Linked DNA regions of Pan troglodytes: region 2 is linked to region 1. A link is a contact called in public Hi-C data. All regions are on one chromosome and are shown on one strand. Each heading gives the region's core, a stretch centred on a gene start, on an enhancer-like site or on the middle of the called end of the contact. The rest is flanking DNA. Distances are from core to core; before and after follow the strand shown. Region 1 overlaps DCAF5 (DDB1 and CUL4 associated factor 5). Region 2 overlaps EXD2 (exonuclease 3'-5' domain containing 2).

What was found. A called contact is a pair of places that touch in the nucleus more often than the background predicts.
Region 2: a Hi-C map of stem cell-derived neural progenitor cells shows a contact between it and region 1, with 3 times the contacts expected there. The contact joins two enhancer-like sites. A contact is called at or near these places in 2 of 7 Hi-C or Micro-C datasets (induced pluripotent stem cells and stem cell-derived neural progenitor cells).

Annotation. Positions count from the first base shown.
Region 1 is chr15:67,111,454-67,119,240 of NHGRI_mPanTro3-v2.0_pri, forward strand. The region is part of intron 1 of DCAF5 (DDB1 and CUL4 associated factor 5); the gene reads right to left. Among named protein-coding and RNA genes, the nearest start is that of DCAF5, 25 kb to the right of the region's middle. Within about 2 kb of position 5,063, at least 9 of the 24 cell types and tissues checked have an H3K27ac peak or open chromatin away from gene starts, as enhancers often do. A contact at or near this core is called in stem cell-derived neural progenitor cells, where this site is marked.
Region 2 is chr15:67,211,351-67,219,137 of NHGRI_mPanTro3-v2.0_pri, forward strand. It overlaps EXD2 (exonuclease 3'-5' domain containing 2), which reads left to right. Exons shown (of 10, transcript XM_009428014.5): 4 at 6,144-6,400. The region is part of intron 3 of LOC104002083 (a long non-coding RNA gene); the gene reads right to left. Among named protein-coding and RNA genes, the nearest start is that of GALNT16, 33 kb to the right of the region's middle. Within about 2 kb of position 4,336, at least 1 of the 24 cell types and tissues checked has an H3K27ac peak or open chromatin away from gene starts, as enhancers often do. A contact at or near this core is called in stem cell-derived neural progenitor cells, where this site is marked.

The sequences.
Region 1 (7,787 bases), core at 3,813-6,312:
TATTCTCCTGCTCCTAGAAAGAAATTGTCTTTGCTACTTGAATTTCTTTGTTTCTTGAATTTCTTCTTCCTTCCATTGTCAGTCCAAATCAAGTTGTCCATCAAACTGATGTCTTAAGTGTGGCCCACAGTGTTCTCTTTATGATTGGCCTATTTCAACTATGAGTTCTCTGGCCTAGGATGGTATCTAAATTATGTATTTCTTACAAATTTACCATTCTGTAAAACATCAAGCTAAGGTCATGAAAATCATGGTTTGGGTTCTTGTCACTTTATTTTAATGAAAAATGCACAAATGGTTTTCCACACTGCAAACAGACTTAGGTATGGGCACTTTAGTTCTCTATAGTCTCCACTCCTATGGTTTTCTCGCAACACTGAGGCTGTGAGTCAGTGACTTATCACTGCTTCTGCTACTATATTTTTTTAAAATTAGATAAGTATTTCCCTATACTTATGTCTCTAGCAAAAGCAAAAAGTTAAAAGAGAGGCGCACGTTTCTTCTACTTGCTCATGTTTCTGACCTAATCTCCCTCTGCCTCAGTTTCATCAAACATAAAATGGTAATCATAATAGTTCTTCTACCTCATTGGTTTTATAGATGATAAAGCCAAGTACCAAAGAGTAGTACCAAAGAGTAATATGCCAACATCATACAATAAAGTCATTGAGCTAAGATTCAAAAGCAAGCAGTAAAGATTCTATAGCCCCGACTCTTAACCACTATTCTATACTGCCTTATTGAACAAAAAATGAACCATAACTGACAAAGCAAATTCATTCTGATGGACAGTTGAAAGGATTGTCCGCCTTAGTAGCATAACTCATAAATGTTAAGTAAGAATAAAGGGAGCCCAGAAGTAAAAACAGAAGCTGACTTAACTCCAGCAAACTGGCCCCTGGAGTAAACTGAAGGACCAGAACAGGACTGCCTGAATTTATAAGAATTCTTGCAGTGCACAAAACTGGTAATGGCTTAATGTCTAGAAGATGCAAAGAATTTCTACAAATAATTATTAAAACTCCAATAGGAAAAGAGGCAAAGAATATAACTATTCAGAAAAGGAAACCCAAATACCAAACATATTATAGAAGATCTCAAATTCTATATGGTATCAGGGAAATGTACGTTATAATTTAGACAGATTCTCACAAAGTGGCACAAGGGAATGTACAAGAAAGTTCACTGAAGCATTGGTCATAATATCAAGAAAACCTATATACAACATAAATATCTAACAATTCAGGAATGGATAAATTCCACTGGAATATAAAATAGGTGGAGTCTAAACACAATGGAACATCATACAGCAGTTAAAGTGAACAAGAAACATGTAAACAAACATGAATAAATATTGAAACCCTAATGGTAATAAAAGCAAGTTTCGAAAGGATATGAAAGGGATAATATCTAAGCATGTATTTTTAAATATACAAAACAATACTTTATATTGTTTATGGATAAACACACATAGTAAAAGAGGCTTTTAAGTGTATCTGTAGTGTTTCTTTAAAAAAAAAAATACAGAAGTGATTTTAGCAAGATTGTGAGATATAAGGTTAATATACAAAAGTCCATCACTTTCCTATATACCAGCAATGAATAAGTGGAATTTGAAATATAAAATATTTAGGTATAAATTTAACAAGATTTTACAAGATCTATATAAGAAAAATTATAAAACTCTAATGAACAAAATCGAAGAACTAAATAAATAGACAGATATTCTTTTTTTTTTTTTTTAGATGGAGTTTCACTTTTTTTTTTTTTGCCCAGGCTGGAGTGCAATGGCGCAATCTCAGCTCACTGCAACCTCTGCCTCCCGGGTTCAAGCAATTCTCCTGCCTCAGCCTCCTGAGTAGCTGGGATTACAGACACCCACCACCACGCCCAGCTCATTTTGTATTTTTAGTAGGGACGGGGTTTCACCATGTTGGCCAGGCTGGTCTTGAACTCCTGACCTCAGGTGATCTGCCCACCTAGGCCTCCCAAAGTGCTGGCATTACAAGCTTGAGCCACCATGCCCGGTCAAGACTCAGTATTTTTAAGATATCAGTTCTTCCCAACTTCATCTATGGATTCAATGCAATCCCACTCAAATTCTCAGCAAATTCATTTTATGCATATCAGCAAAATGATTCTAACATTTATAGGAGAGGCAAAAGGCCCATAATAGTCAACATGATTTTGAAGAACAAAGTTGGAGGACTGACATTACCTGACTTCAGGTTACCACAAATATACAGTAATCAAGACAGTATAATACTGGCAAACAAATACACAAATAGATCAATGGAACAAAACAGAGAGGCCAAAAACAGACCCACATAAGTATAATCAACTGATCTTTGACCACGGAGCAAAGACAAAACAATGGAGCAAAAATGGTCTTTTCAACAAATGGTGCTGAAACATCTAAATATCCACATGCATAAAAATGAATTTAGATACAGACTTTACACCCTTCATAAAAATTAACTCAAGATTGATTATAAATCTAAATGTAAAACCAAAACTATAAAACTCCTAGAAGATAGTAGGAGAAAACCTAGATGACACCAAATGCTGGTCATGATGTGGAACAACACGCAATCTCATTCATTGCTGGTAGGATTGCAAAATGGTACAGCCACCTTTGAAGATAGTTTGGCAGTTTCATACAAAACTAAACGTACTCTTATCACGCAATCCAGCAATCATGCTCCTTGGTATTTAACCAAAGGAGTTGAAACTTGTATCTACACAAAGACCTGTACATGGATTTATTTTACAACAGCTTTATTTACAATTGCCAAAACTTAGAAGCAACCAAGATGTCCTTCGGTATGTAAATGGATAAATCAACTGTAGTACAACCAGACAACAGAAACTTTTTCAGTGATAAAAAGAAACGAAATATCAAGCAGTGAAAAGACATGGAGAAACCTTAAGTACACATTACTAAATGAAAAAAGCCAATCTCAAAAGGCTACATACTGTATGACTTCAACTCTATGATACTCTGGAAAAGACAAAATCATGGAGACAACAAAAAGATCACTAATTGCCAGGGCTTGGAGGCAAGGGTTGAATATATGGAGCAGAGAAGATTTTTAGGGCAGTAAAAATCCTCTGTATGATACTGTAATGATGGATACATGTCATTACATTTGTCCAAACCCATAGAATATACAATACCAAAAGTGAACTCTAAGGTTCATTTTTTGAACATTGGGACTCTGAGTGTTTATGATGTGTCAGTATATGTTTACCAATTTTAACAAATTTACCACTCTGGTGGAAGATGTTGACAATGAAGGAGGCTATGCAGGTGTGGGAATAAGGGGTACATGGAAAACCTCTGTACCTTTCTCTTAATTTTGCTGTGAACCTGAAACTTCTCTAAAACAAAGTCTTAAAAACAAAACATCATAAGTAAATCCTTCTACCAGTAATAATAATAATATTGGAAGTAAATTTAACAAATCATCAACATTTTGTCAAATCCGATTGGTATCTCTCTACTTCATTTAAATACCCCATATTAAGGAAGTATTGTTACATCTTTTAGGTATTATAATGGCATTATGGTTATGTTAAAAAAGAAAAAAATCCTTATCAATTAGAGGTGCATACTGAAGTGGGTGAAATGGAGTATGTCTGGAATTTCCTTTAAAACGTTCCAGAAAAAAAAAGTAGAGGGATAGATGATTAATATGGACAATTGCTATAGATGCATACACTATACTATTCTACTTTTGTGTATGCTTGAACAATTTTTTCTTCTTTTTTTTTTTTTTTTTTTTTTTTTTTGAGAGTCTCACTCTGTCACCCAGGCCGGAGTGCAGTGGCACGATCTCAGCTCACTGCAGCCTCCACCTCCCAGGTTCAACTGATTATCCTGCCTCGGCTCCATGGGTAGCTGGGACTACAGGCAAGCACCACCACACCCAGCTAATTTTTGTATTTTTTTTAGAGACAGGGTTTCACCATGTTGCCCAGGCTGGTCTCCAACTCCTGACTTCAAGTGATCTGCCCGCCTTGGCCTCCCAAAGTGCTGGGATTACAGGCGTGAGCCTGGCTGAATATTTCCATAATAAAGAGTTTTGGATTATGTTTAATGTTCATGATAGAAAAAGAAAAAAGAAAACAAGACTGCAGGATGGGCTGGGATACTCATGGCTCACTAAGACCTACAGCACAGTCTCTCCTGAATTGAAGCAGCTTAAGTAAAAACAGAATATTGTGCGCCTGTAGTCCCAGCTACTGGGGAGGATGAGGCAGGAGAATCACGTGAACCCTAGAGGCGGAGGTTGCAGTGAGCAGAGATTGTGCCACAGCACTCCAGCCTGGGTAACAGAGCAAGACTCCATCTCAAAACAAACAACAACAAAAAAACCAAAAACAGAACATCTGCCAGGCCCAGTGGCTCATGCCAGCACTTAGGGAGGTCGAGGTGGGAGGATCCATAACCCCAGTACTTTGAAAGGTCGAGGTGGGAGGATCACTTGAACTCAGGAGTTGGAGACCAGCCTGGACAACATAGTGAGACCTTGTCTCTACTAAAAGAAAAAAAAAGAAACCAGAATATCTATACCTTTGTGCCCAACTCATAACCATTCTCAGCCTAAGGTCTCCCCCCATTACCCAGACAGAAATAATCTTTAATGTTCATTCTAGGCATTTATAGGATGATTTCATTTTGCCTAGTACTCAGTAATTCAAAATTCATGGCTATTTGTTAAATGCCTTGGGATCATTTTAAATGATGTGTCCTTAGTAACTAACATGATGATGACAGCCCAATCCATGGGAGATTGGAATCACTGAGGCAAAAATCATCGCTGTGATGGGGCCTGCCTCTTGACTTTGCCCTCAAGGTTAGCATCAGAGGATGTAAGCTAAACACACCCCCTTACTCCACTCAACCCCTCATTCCTTTAGGCAAGGTATTAAGAGCCCTATGTAAAGGCAATCTTCAAGTATGCGTTGGCAGAAAAACCACCAGTACAAATTGAGGCATAATGTAAAACCGTTAGGCTGCTTTTCACCCAGCAGAGGGCGCTAAACAGCTGTGCCCAAGCCTCTGATTCAACAAAGCAAAGGAGGGCTGGTGAAGCAAGGGAAAGTCAGTTCAGACGCAAAAGCAGCTCTACAATTGTCTCCCTTAATCTCCTAGTCAGTTCAGAAAGGCAGAGATTTATTGTTTAGTTCCACAGAGAGAGACTGACCTGCAAATAATCCAAGTGAAGAATATTTAGGATCATTTCAGACCATTTAAGCCAGCCCCATGGGCCTGGCAGTTGGATGAGAATGGGGTCAGCCTCAGGAGAGGGAGCCCGGCCCCAACCCCTCTGGGGCACCGGAGGTGGAGCACAGGGACTTCTCGGGAAGGCTAGGCCTTTCTTCTCAGTGCCAGTGCCAGGCAAAGACAAACAGAGGCCAGGCCTTCTAAGCCTGGTTTCCTCACAAACAATTGCTTACCTTCAACTCATCTGAGAACCCCAAGAAAATACAACTACATATTCTGGTTTTGGTTTTTTGGGTTGGTTTCATTCTGCACTAAAATCACTAATTCATCAAAAAATGTACTATAATCACATTGTGGCAGCAGCTTTGTAGTTACAGAAAACCTTTATACTTAAAGAGTACCCTTTCCCAAAGGGTCCCGAGCTATAAGCAGAAACTAAGCAAGCCCTTACAACACACTATAACAAAAGTAATTATTTAACATTCTTCTTATTTTATTGCTCAGAAAAGCTGAGGTAAGGATTTGCTTTGGGTTTCCTCAAAAGCCAGCCAAGCACAGGACTGAGAAAGCAGTCTGAAATTCTGGGTCGAATATTCCTGGAACTTATCATTGTTTGAAGAGCGAAAGAATAATAATTTAAATGTCCATCAACAGAAGTCTGGTTAAAATTATAGTTTAATAAAATAAGCCAGACATAAAAGGACAAATATTGTATGATTCCACTGATATGAGGAATAGTCAAATCAGAGACAAAGTAGAATGGCAGTGGCCAGGGGCTGGGGGAAAAGAGGAATGGGGTGTTATAGTTTAATGGGTAGTTTCTGTTTTGCAAGATGAAAAATTCTAAAGATGGATGTGGTGATGTATTAATTACATGAATGTAATTAATATCACTGAACAGTAAGTACACTTAAAAATGGTTAAAATGGTAAATCTTATGTTGTATACATTTCACAATAAAAAATATAAGAAAGTTTACTACTTATATATGTACAATGCAGCCTAAATAAATAAAAGCATGAGGCAGCTCTGTCTATACTCACATGGAACAATTTCTAAAATATAATGTATTAGTGACTGTATTAATTGTTCAAAACATTCTTTTAACAAGTAACTCAATGGGATTAGATACAGAGCTTGGGGTTTCATCTTTGAGAGGCAGCAAAGATGGTGCTATAGAAGGGTACAGGAAGTGCAAGCTCTGGAATAAAAGGACTTGATTCAAATCTTGGTTTCGCCATTCATGTGTCCTGGTTACTCTACTCCTTTACCCTAATTTTTTTATTGTAAAATGGAGAAAATACCAACTATTTCCCAGGTTTGTTGTGTGTGGTGAGATAATGTTTGTAAAAGCACTTAGCCCAGTGTGATATATATTAGGTGCACACAGCTCTCAAATTGTCCTTGTGTCCCTAAAGTATCATCCATGAACTTGTCCTAATCTTTCAAACCTTGTTTTAGGTAGCATTAAGAATATGAATAGTATGATACAATTACACAAAAACGTACACAAATTTATACATACAAAGACAGATGCAAAATGGTTAGCAGAGGTCATCTCTTGCAGATAGCAATTTTACTTAATACCCTTTCATATTGCTAAAGTGTTTTCTTTTCTTTTCTTTTTTTTTAACTGTGAAGCCTAAAGGAAAATCATTCAGCCTGGCTTTCTTCTCAGCCCATTTATTCCTCTTCAGTGAGTGTACTGTGTAAGACCAAACCTCCTTTTGTGTTAACCATACCTCTCCTAAGCTCCAAGAAGCTGCAGCGCATTACAGAGGCACAGTCTGTGTGACACACAGCCCAGCTACGTCAGTGGATGGAAAATAAGTCTGTTTTGTTATTTTTCCAAAGTTGAAAATAATTGATATTTGTATAGGAATTCAATCACATACATATCTCATTTTATTGTCACTTGTGAGGTAAGGATTATGTAGGCCCTTTTTCTAGACACGTATCAGAGAGATAAAATGACTTGCTAATAATCCAAAGAGCTTGGCCTGGAGCCTAAAACTAAGTTGTATCCATTCTACCAACATGCAGAGGACAGAACAGCACCTAGCATTCCAAATGAGGAATGTTCTGGAGCTTTACACAAGGAAGAAAAGCACTTTTCAGGCTTTTTTTTTTTTTTAATGATTTTATCTATTTTTAAGTATAGAGTTTTGTGGCATTAACTACATTCACATTTTCATATCGTTGTGCAACCATCACCACATTTTATCTCCAGAACTACCCCTTCCCGCTGACAACTGCTATTCTCCCTCTAGACACCATTCACTTGGCACAGTGTCTTCAAGGTTCATCCATGTTGTAGTGTGTGTCAATTTCATTTCTTTTTAAGGCTGAATAATACTATTTCATTGTATGTATAGACTACATTTTGTTTATCTATTCATCCACTGATGGACCCTTGGGTTGCTTCTACCTTTCAGCTTTGTGAATAATGCCACTATGAACATTAGTGTACAAATATCTGTTTGAGCCTCTACTTTCAATTCTTTTGGGTATATAACCAGAAGTGAAATTGCTGGATCCATATGGTAATTCTATTTTT
Region 2 (7,787 bases), core at 3,086-5,585, 99 kb after region 1:
TAAATGAATGATATAGAGTGATTGTTTGCTTTTTTTAATACATAGGAATGTTCTTAAATTCATAAGGAAATGTATTACCTTTCATTTTTTCTTTAAACATAAGGCCTCTAGGGTCTATCTTTCATTTTTGTAGTTTTACTAGCAACATGGATCCTGAGAAATATTTCTTTGTATTAGAAAAATAGTGGTGTACAAATATGATGGTAAGTGAAGACAACATTTGGCTTCAGTTGAAAAGACATATGGTGAATTAGAGAATTCATGCCTCATATAAATGAAAAAGCTGCCATATAGTTCAAACCAACTGTTACTGGATTGCCCAGTTCTTTAAAAAGAAACTTGGAGTATGGATTCTTTAAAATGTGAACTCTACTAATTTAAAAATTCTGGCGTAAGTTTTTAAATACGTGGAGACCAAAAATAATATTATAATAAAAGCATGTCTGTGAGTCAGCAGATGGATCCGTGGGCCACTAATTTATGTCTTCTAATTTCCATTCTTTTCCTGTATTCCCATCTAATTGTATGGCTTTAAATACCATTGATATGGTGACTACTCTCAAATTCAGAATGCCAGCCTTTCATATTCACCTGCCTACTTGACATCTCTCCTTGAATGTCTAATAGTCATCTCAAACTAAACATGTTCCTAACAGAATTCATTCTTGATTTTTCTTCCCAAACTTGTTATCCCTAGTCTTCCCCACCTTTAAGATTAAAATCAGTGAGACATTCTTCTCTCAGAGGGTTGTCCAGCAGGATGGTGATATGATTGAAAGGCAGAAATAAACAGACAGTATATGTTAAATTTCTTTAATGGCAAAATATATGCAAATCCGAAGAAGTGGTTATACAAAGCAGGAAATAACAGCATGCTATCACAAAGAGGTATAGGTTTCTTTGAGTTACCTATAATGAGGTATAACTGTGGATAAATCACCTGTACAAAATGAATATTCTGCCATGTTTTAGGAGCTATTATTGCCCTTCTCCTGAGGCAGGTGGAGACATTAAATACCTTTTTGATCCCCTGACTCCTGCCTGGTCCTTTCTGGAGACTCTGGCTACATATTTCCTTGCATAACAGGTACAAATAATTGGTGCAATAAAGGCTGAGCAAGGTGATTTTCCCAAAACCATCATCCTGTAGACCCAGTGTATTAGTCCATTCTTGCCCTGCTATAAAGAAATAGCTGAGACTGGGTAATTTATAAAGAAAAGGAGTTTAATTGGCTATGCAGGAAGCATGGCCACATCTGCTTCTGGTGAGGCCTCCAGGAGCTTTTACTCATGGTGGAAGGCAAAGCGGGAACAGGCATCTTACATGGCAGGAGCAGCACCAAGACGGCGGGGAGGTGCCACACACTTTTTTTTTTTTTGAGACGGGGTTTTACTCTGTCACCTAGGTTGGAGTGCAGTGGCGCAGTCTTGGCTCACTGCACTCTCCACCTCCCAGGCTCAAGTGATCCTCCCACCTCGGCCTCTGGAGTAGCTGGGACTACAGGTGCACACCACCATACCCATCCCCATGTTGCCCAGGCTGGTATCAAACTCCTGGATTTAAGCGATCCTCCCACCTTGGCCTCCCAAAGTGCTGGGATTACAAGTATGAGCCACCATACTCAGCCACCACACATTTTAAAACAACCATATCTTGTGAGAACTCACTCAGTATACAGTAACAAGGGGGAAGGGTGCTAAACCATGTATAAGAACTCCATCTCATGATCCAGTCATCTCCCACCAGGCTCTACCTCCAACATTGGGGATTAGAATTCAACATGAGATTTGGGTGGGGACACAGATCCAAACTATATCACACCCCTACTACCTCCTGAGTCCAAGCTTCAAGTATCTCTCACCTGGACTATTGCAAATCTTCCCTTGACTGGCCTCCCTGCTTTGACTCTTGCGCATGTACAATCCTTTCTCCATACAGTCACCAAAATATTTTTTTTAAATGCAAATTAGATTGTGTCAGTCCTCTGCCCAAAACCCTTCCATTGCTTAGAGTAAAATGCAGATGGCCAGGTGCAGTGGCTCATGCCTGTAATCCAAGCATGTTGGGAGGCCGAGGCAGGTGGATCATGATGTCAAGAGATCGAGACCATCCTGGCCAACATGGTGAAACCCTGTCTCTACTAAAAATACAAAAATTAGCTGGGTGTGGTAGCGGGCACCTGAAGTCCCAGCTACTCAGGAGGCTGAGGCAGGAGAATCACTTGAACCCGGGAGGCGGAGGTTGCAGTGAGCCGAGATCACACCACTGCACTCCAGCCTGGCAACAGAGACTCCGTCTCAAAAAAAAAGAATAAAATGCAGATGTCTCAATTACCTACATGCTCTTAAGGTCTTACTTGCTGTAGCTTCTTTCAGCATCTCTGATTTTGTCTCCTCCTACTCTCTTTTCATCCTACTCTTATCGGCGTCTAGCCACATTGGGCCTTAGTTCTGTTGCCTGAACAGGGTAAACTCATTCCTATCTCAAAACCCTGGTCTAAATTTAACTGATACATAAACTCCACAGACTAGGGGTGCTCATTAGTTAACCTGTTCCAGCCCAGAAGATGGTCCCATGTCATTCTTTACTCTCTGTAGCCTTCATGAAGTCATTTAAAGAATCACAGGCCATTCCAGAAACTATTTTTTATGAATACTGTTTTGTTGGTTTTTTTCTTTTAAGAATACTGAAGCCAAAATGGATTATCCTCTGGCTGGTGGAAGGAGGACTCTAACCCATTGTTCTCTAAATGAATCACTGAAACAGCAGAGTGTTAGAAATTGTATCTGTAATGATTGTTGTTATTGTTCAGTTAAACTTTGTACTTTTGTGTATGTATAACACATTAATACAGTATTTGCGTAATTTATAAATATATATAGTATATGTCTCAAACATTTTCATATATGTTGACTAATTTTAAAAACCCTAGATTAAATAATGCTAATAAGACCACTGGTTTAAATAATGCTAATGAAATTAATTATTTCATTAATCACTTTTTAATAATGTTGATAAGCCAAGGGTTTCTTGTTTCCCATGAGTAGTGATGTCAGGGCAAAAAGACATTAGAAAGCAAAAAGGGGGAAATATGAGAAATAGAGACTAGATATCTTATTCTTTAAGCTAAATTGACTCTCCTAGAAACATTATTCTTCCAATTATATATTCAATATAAGTTATGTACCTAGTGGAATCATAAACATTTGGATTCCTAGTGAGAAAACTTTGATTATAGTATATTGGATCTTAAGCACAATCCAGAAACATTAAAGACAACTCAATTTACCTATCTGTCTATTTATCTAGTTATTTATTTAATGTATTTTATCTTTTCTTTTTACAAACCACTGTATTAACAAGGAAATTAATGTATGGTAGACAATGAGACCTGACTGTAAAGAGGTACAAATATTGAACCTTAGGAATTTGTAGTGAGTTTTATGTCAAATTAGCAGTACTAGCTATTAGAAGTAGAGATTTATAGCTTTTTCTTGGAGAAAGCTGATATCACAGAGGGAAAGAACTACTCATTAATTTTTTAAAAAGTGATTTGGTCACATCCGGATGAATTATTAGAGAACTGGAACCCCAGTAGTCGTGTTTCTCACAGGTCTTTGTAACCTTGGCTGAGCCTCAAGAAATAGACAATGAGATCAAACTGGCACGCTTTCGTGTGAGGATACGAAAATAGCTCTCATTGATAAAGCAGTGCCTAAGAAGGAAGCGTAAGTCTTTTGTGAGTTAGATCATGGTTTTACTCCGCCTTAGAAAAGAAGTTGAGGGCTAGAGGGCCGGGCATGGTATCTCACGCCTGTAATCACAGCACTTTGGGAGGCTGAGGTGGGCGGATCATTTGAGGTCAGGAGTTTGAGACCAGCCTGGCCAACATGGTGAAACCCTGTCTCTACTAAAAATACAAAAATTAGCTGGGTGTGGTGGCAGGCGCCTATAATCCCAGCTACTCGGGAGGCTGAGGCAGGAGAATCGCTTGAACCCGGGAGGGAGAGGTTGCAGTGAGCTGAGATTGCGCTACTGTACTCCAGCCTAGGCAACAGAGCGAGACTTGGAAAAAAAGTTGAGGGCCAGAACCCTCCCAGTTTTTTGTTTTTTTTTTTAACAGCAGTTCTTTTGTGATCTTGACTATTTCCTCTGTGTGATTTTGGTCACTTCAATTATGCAGTGTACCTCCTCTGATTAATTGTGACACTTTGCTTGAAACATTCCTTTGGCATTTACCATGTCATTTTCTGTGTGTGTGAGCTTGTGTTTATGTGTATCCCTCCTACTCCTCCTGTAAGATTATAAATTCCTTAAATCAGCACGCTCTCTTCCATTACTTTGTATGCAACTGTGGCACTGCAGGCCCAGCAGGCAGCTAGTACAGTAGTGAGAGGACCACATTGCCCTAGAGCAGAGTTTCTCAGCCTCCTCGCTATTGACATTTTGGGCAGATGATTCTTTTTTGTACATTGTAGGATGTTTAGCAGCCTTCTGGCCTTTACTTACTAGATGCCTATGTACTTCCTCCCCACTTGTGACAACCAAAAATTTTTCCAGATATTGCCAAATGTCTCTTGGGGTACAAAATTACCCTCAGTTGAGAACTACTATTCTAGGGACTGGGAAATTTAGGTGATAGTGTGATAGCCCTAGCTTTGCCATGATCTCACCATACTTGGTCAAACTGATTCACCTATATTCCTCTCCTGACAAGTGAGAAGGATTAGAATTTATTGGGTGCTTAATCTGGGTTCTATGGATAGCTTTAGGGAAATTTTAATCCCTTGAAAATGTATGTGAGTTTTGTATGTACATTTTTCTAGGAATAACATCCTTAGCTTTCAGCATTTTTTCAAACTTATCTATGACCCCAAAAAGATTAAGCCTCAGCCAGGCACAGTGGCTCATGCCTGTAATCCCAGCACTCTGGAAGGCCGAGGCAGAAGGATCACTTGAGGTCAGGAGTTCGAGACCAGGGCGACATGGTGAAACTTCATCTCTACAAAAAATACAAAAATTAGCTGGGCGTGCCTGTAACCCCAGCTACTCAGGAGGCTGAGGCAGAATAGCTTGAACTCGGGAGGCGGAGGTTGCAGTGAGCCAAGATTGAGCCACTGCACTCAAGCCTGGGCGACAGACCCAGACTTCGTCTAAAAAAAAGAAAAAAGGTTAAACCTCGATCACTTATTGTATAAAGTTTTTTGTATCTTTTAAGTTTTAAAGGCCCTAACTTATGCTCAATATACATTTTTTTTTCTTTTTATGAATGCCATTTGTGACTAGAAAATGCTGAGAAAGCACTTGGTGCTACCTGGATTTATTATATTATCAGGTACCACTTATTTACAGTACTCTATCTTCTACCTCTTTTTAAAAATTGGATCTTGAGTCAGTGATGATAAGGTAAATGACTAGAGTTACCTGCGTGTACATTAGAGAGGCTGGATAATGAAAAGAGGATGTTTATCATTTCTCACTCTACTCCTTGGCCTTTTTTCCTTAGCCTTTTTTTTTTTTTTTTTTTTTTTCTTTGAGACAGAGTTTCACTCTTGTCGTTCAGGCTGGAGTGCAGTGGCGCAATCTCGGCTCACTGCAACCTCTGCCTCCCGGGTTCAAGCGATTCTCCTGCCTCAGGCTCCCATGTAGCTGGGATTACAGGCACATGCCACCATGCCCAGCTAATTTTTATAATTTTGGTAGAGACGGGGTTTCACCATGTTGGCCAAGCTTGTCTTGAACTCCTGACCTCAGGTGATCCGCCCGCCTTGGCCTCCCAAAGTGCTGGGATTACAGGCATGAGCCACCGTGCCCGGCCTCCTTAGCCTTTTAAAACCAGCATGTTCCATATGACTGCCAGTGTATGTCCCAGAGCTCTCCTGTGTCGGCTGGTCGCTGTTTATGGACTTATATTTCAGACCTTGGCGTTTGGGGTTCTCGGTAACCTTTGTTTAGGCCACTGCTTCACAAAGTCCATTGCATTTGTTACTGGAGGCTTATCTGTAGATGCAAACCAAAACCTGGTCAGATGCTACCTTTGGGAAGTTAAGGATGTACCTCTTAGACTTTTTTGTCACAGTTATATGTTATGCTCGCTGCTGTGCTCAGGTGTGAACCACAACCTTGTCTTCCTCTGTTGCAGGTAAATTTGGAAGGCAAAGCCAGCCCTCTGTCACTTCTACAAATGGCCTCCCCAAGTGGCCTGTGTGTCTTGGTTCGCCTGCCCAAGCTAATCTGTGGAGGAAAAACACTACCAAGAACGTTATTGGATATTTTGGCAGATGGCACCATTTTGAAAGTTGGAGTGGGATGCTCAGAAGATGCCAGCAAGCTTCTGCAGGATTATGGCCTCGTTGTTAGGGGGTGCCTGGACCTCCGATACCTAGCCATGCGGCAGAGGTGTGGTTTGTATGAATGCTAGGATTCCTGTAGCTGCGGGACAAATATTTTAACCAGATTTGTAGATGCCTGGGACTCAATAGTGAGACATGTGAAATTGTATAGGAGCCTAGAGGCTTCTAAGATGCATATTGAATTTGTAAGGAGACATTCCAACTTCTGTGAAACTTTGGTTACCTAGAATTAGCCTTTTTAGATCAAACATTACTGAGGGATCTCTGTAAGCTACAGGCTAAAAGCTGGTGGTCCCACTGGCTAAATTATGGCTGCAAAGGGTTTTTGGTTTTCTTTTTTCCCATATGATATTTTTGGGAATTTTTGTTTAAATCAAGAATATTTAATGTAAAAATCTGTATTTCTGGCTTCTCTTGAAATTAGGTAATCTGACTACACTGAGTCTACAGTTCTAGATGGCAGCATTTGGCTGGGTAGCATATGTGCCCTTTAGATGAGCGTGCTCTGTTCAGTTTGCCAGAGTCCCCACCACTCCCATTGTAACCCTGGCTCCTCCTAATAAGCCTTTGAGTTTGCAGAGCCTGCTTTAGGCCAAAAATGATGGTAGACCAGCCCTTATCTGGGAGGAAGAGAGATTTCCTTTAGAATTTTATTCCTATGGAAATTTGATTTCAGCTTGTCTTTTTGGGGCGGGGAGTCATAATTACCTCCTCATGTTTATGTATGGGTCCTCATTTATAACAACGTGGACTGAAACAGCCTCTTGCCCTGCCTGAAGTGACACAGTCACTAAAAGGTTGGAGATTTGGTAAACTAAAAGAAGGCCTGATTAAAATCTGTACTTATCACAATTTTTTAGTATAAAATGAAATTTTATTTTAGTTTGTTAGTTTGGCTTATATAAAGATCTTATAAGTGAAGTATAATTTTTTAAAGTAATACATTAAGATATTGCTGTGAAAATTAAAACTCTGCGAAAGTCTATGGAGTATAACAGTAAAAGCCTCCCTTCATCAGGCCCTCCTTTCTTTGGCACCAGCTCCCCAGAATGCCACTGTCACTGTGTGCTGTTAGAGGCAGTGTGGATAGAGGCTAAAAGCTGACTCGAGAGCAGACTGCATGGGTAAGAGTCTCAGTGCTGCCACTTGCCAGCTGTATGACCTTTGGCACAGTACTAAGCCTCTCTGTTCCTCAGTTTCCTCATCTGTAAAGTAGAGTTGATAATGTAGCCACCTCACAGGGTTGGTGTGAGTATTAAATGAGTTAAACTACAGAAAGGATTTATAAAGTGTTTCACAAATAGATAACAAACTATCATTTTCTTTGATGTCTAGTGAGATTCATTATGTTATCTCTGTTTATTGGCCATTTATATGTCTTTTTTGATTTTCTTGTTCATGTCCTTTGCCCGTTTTTGATGCATGGTTTTGTT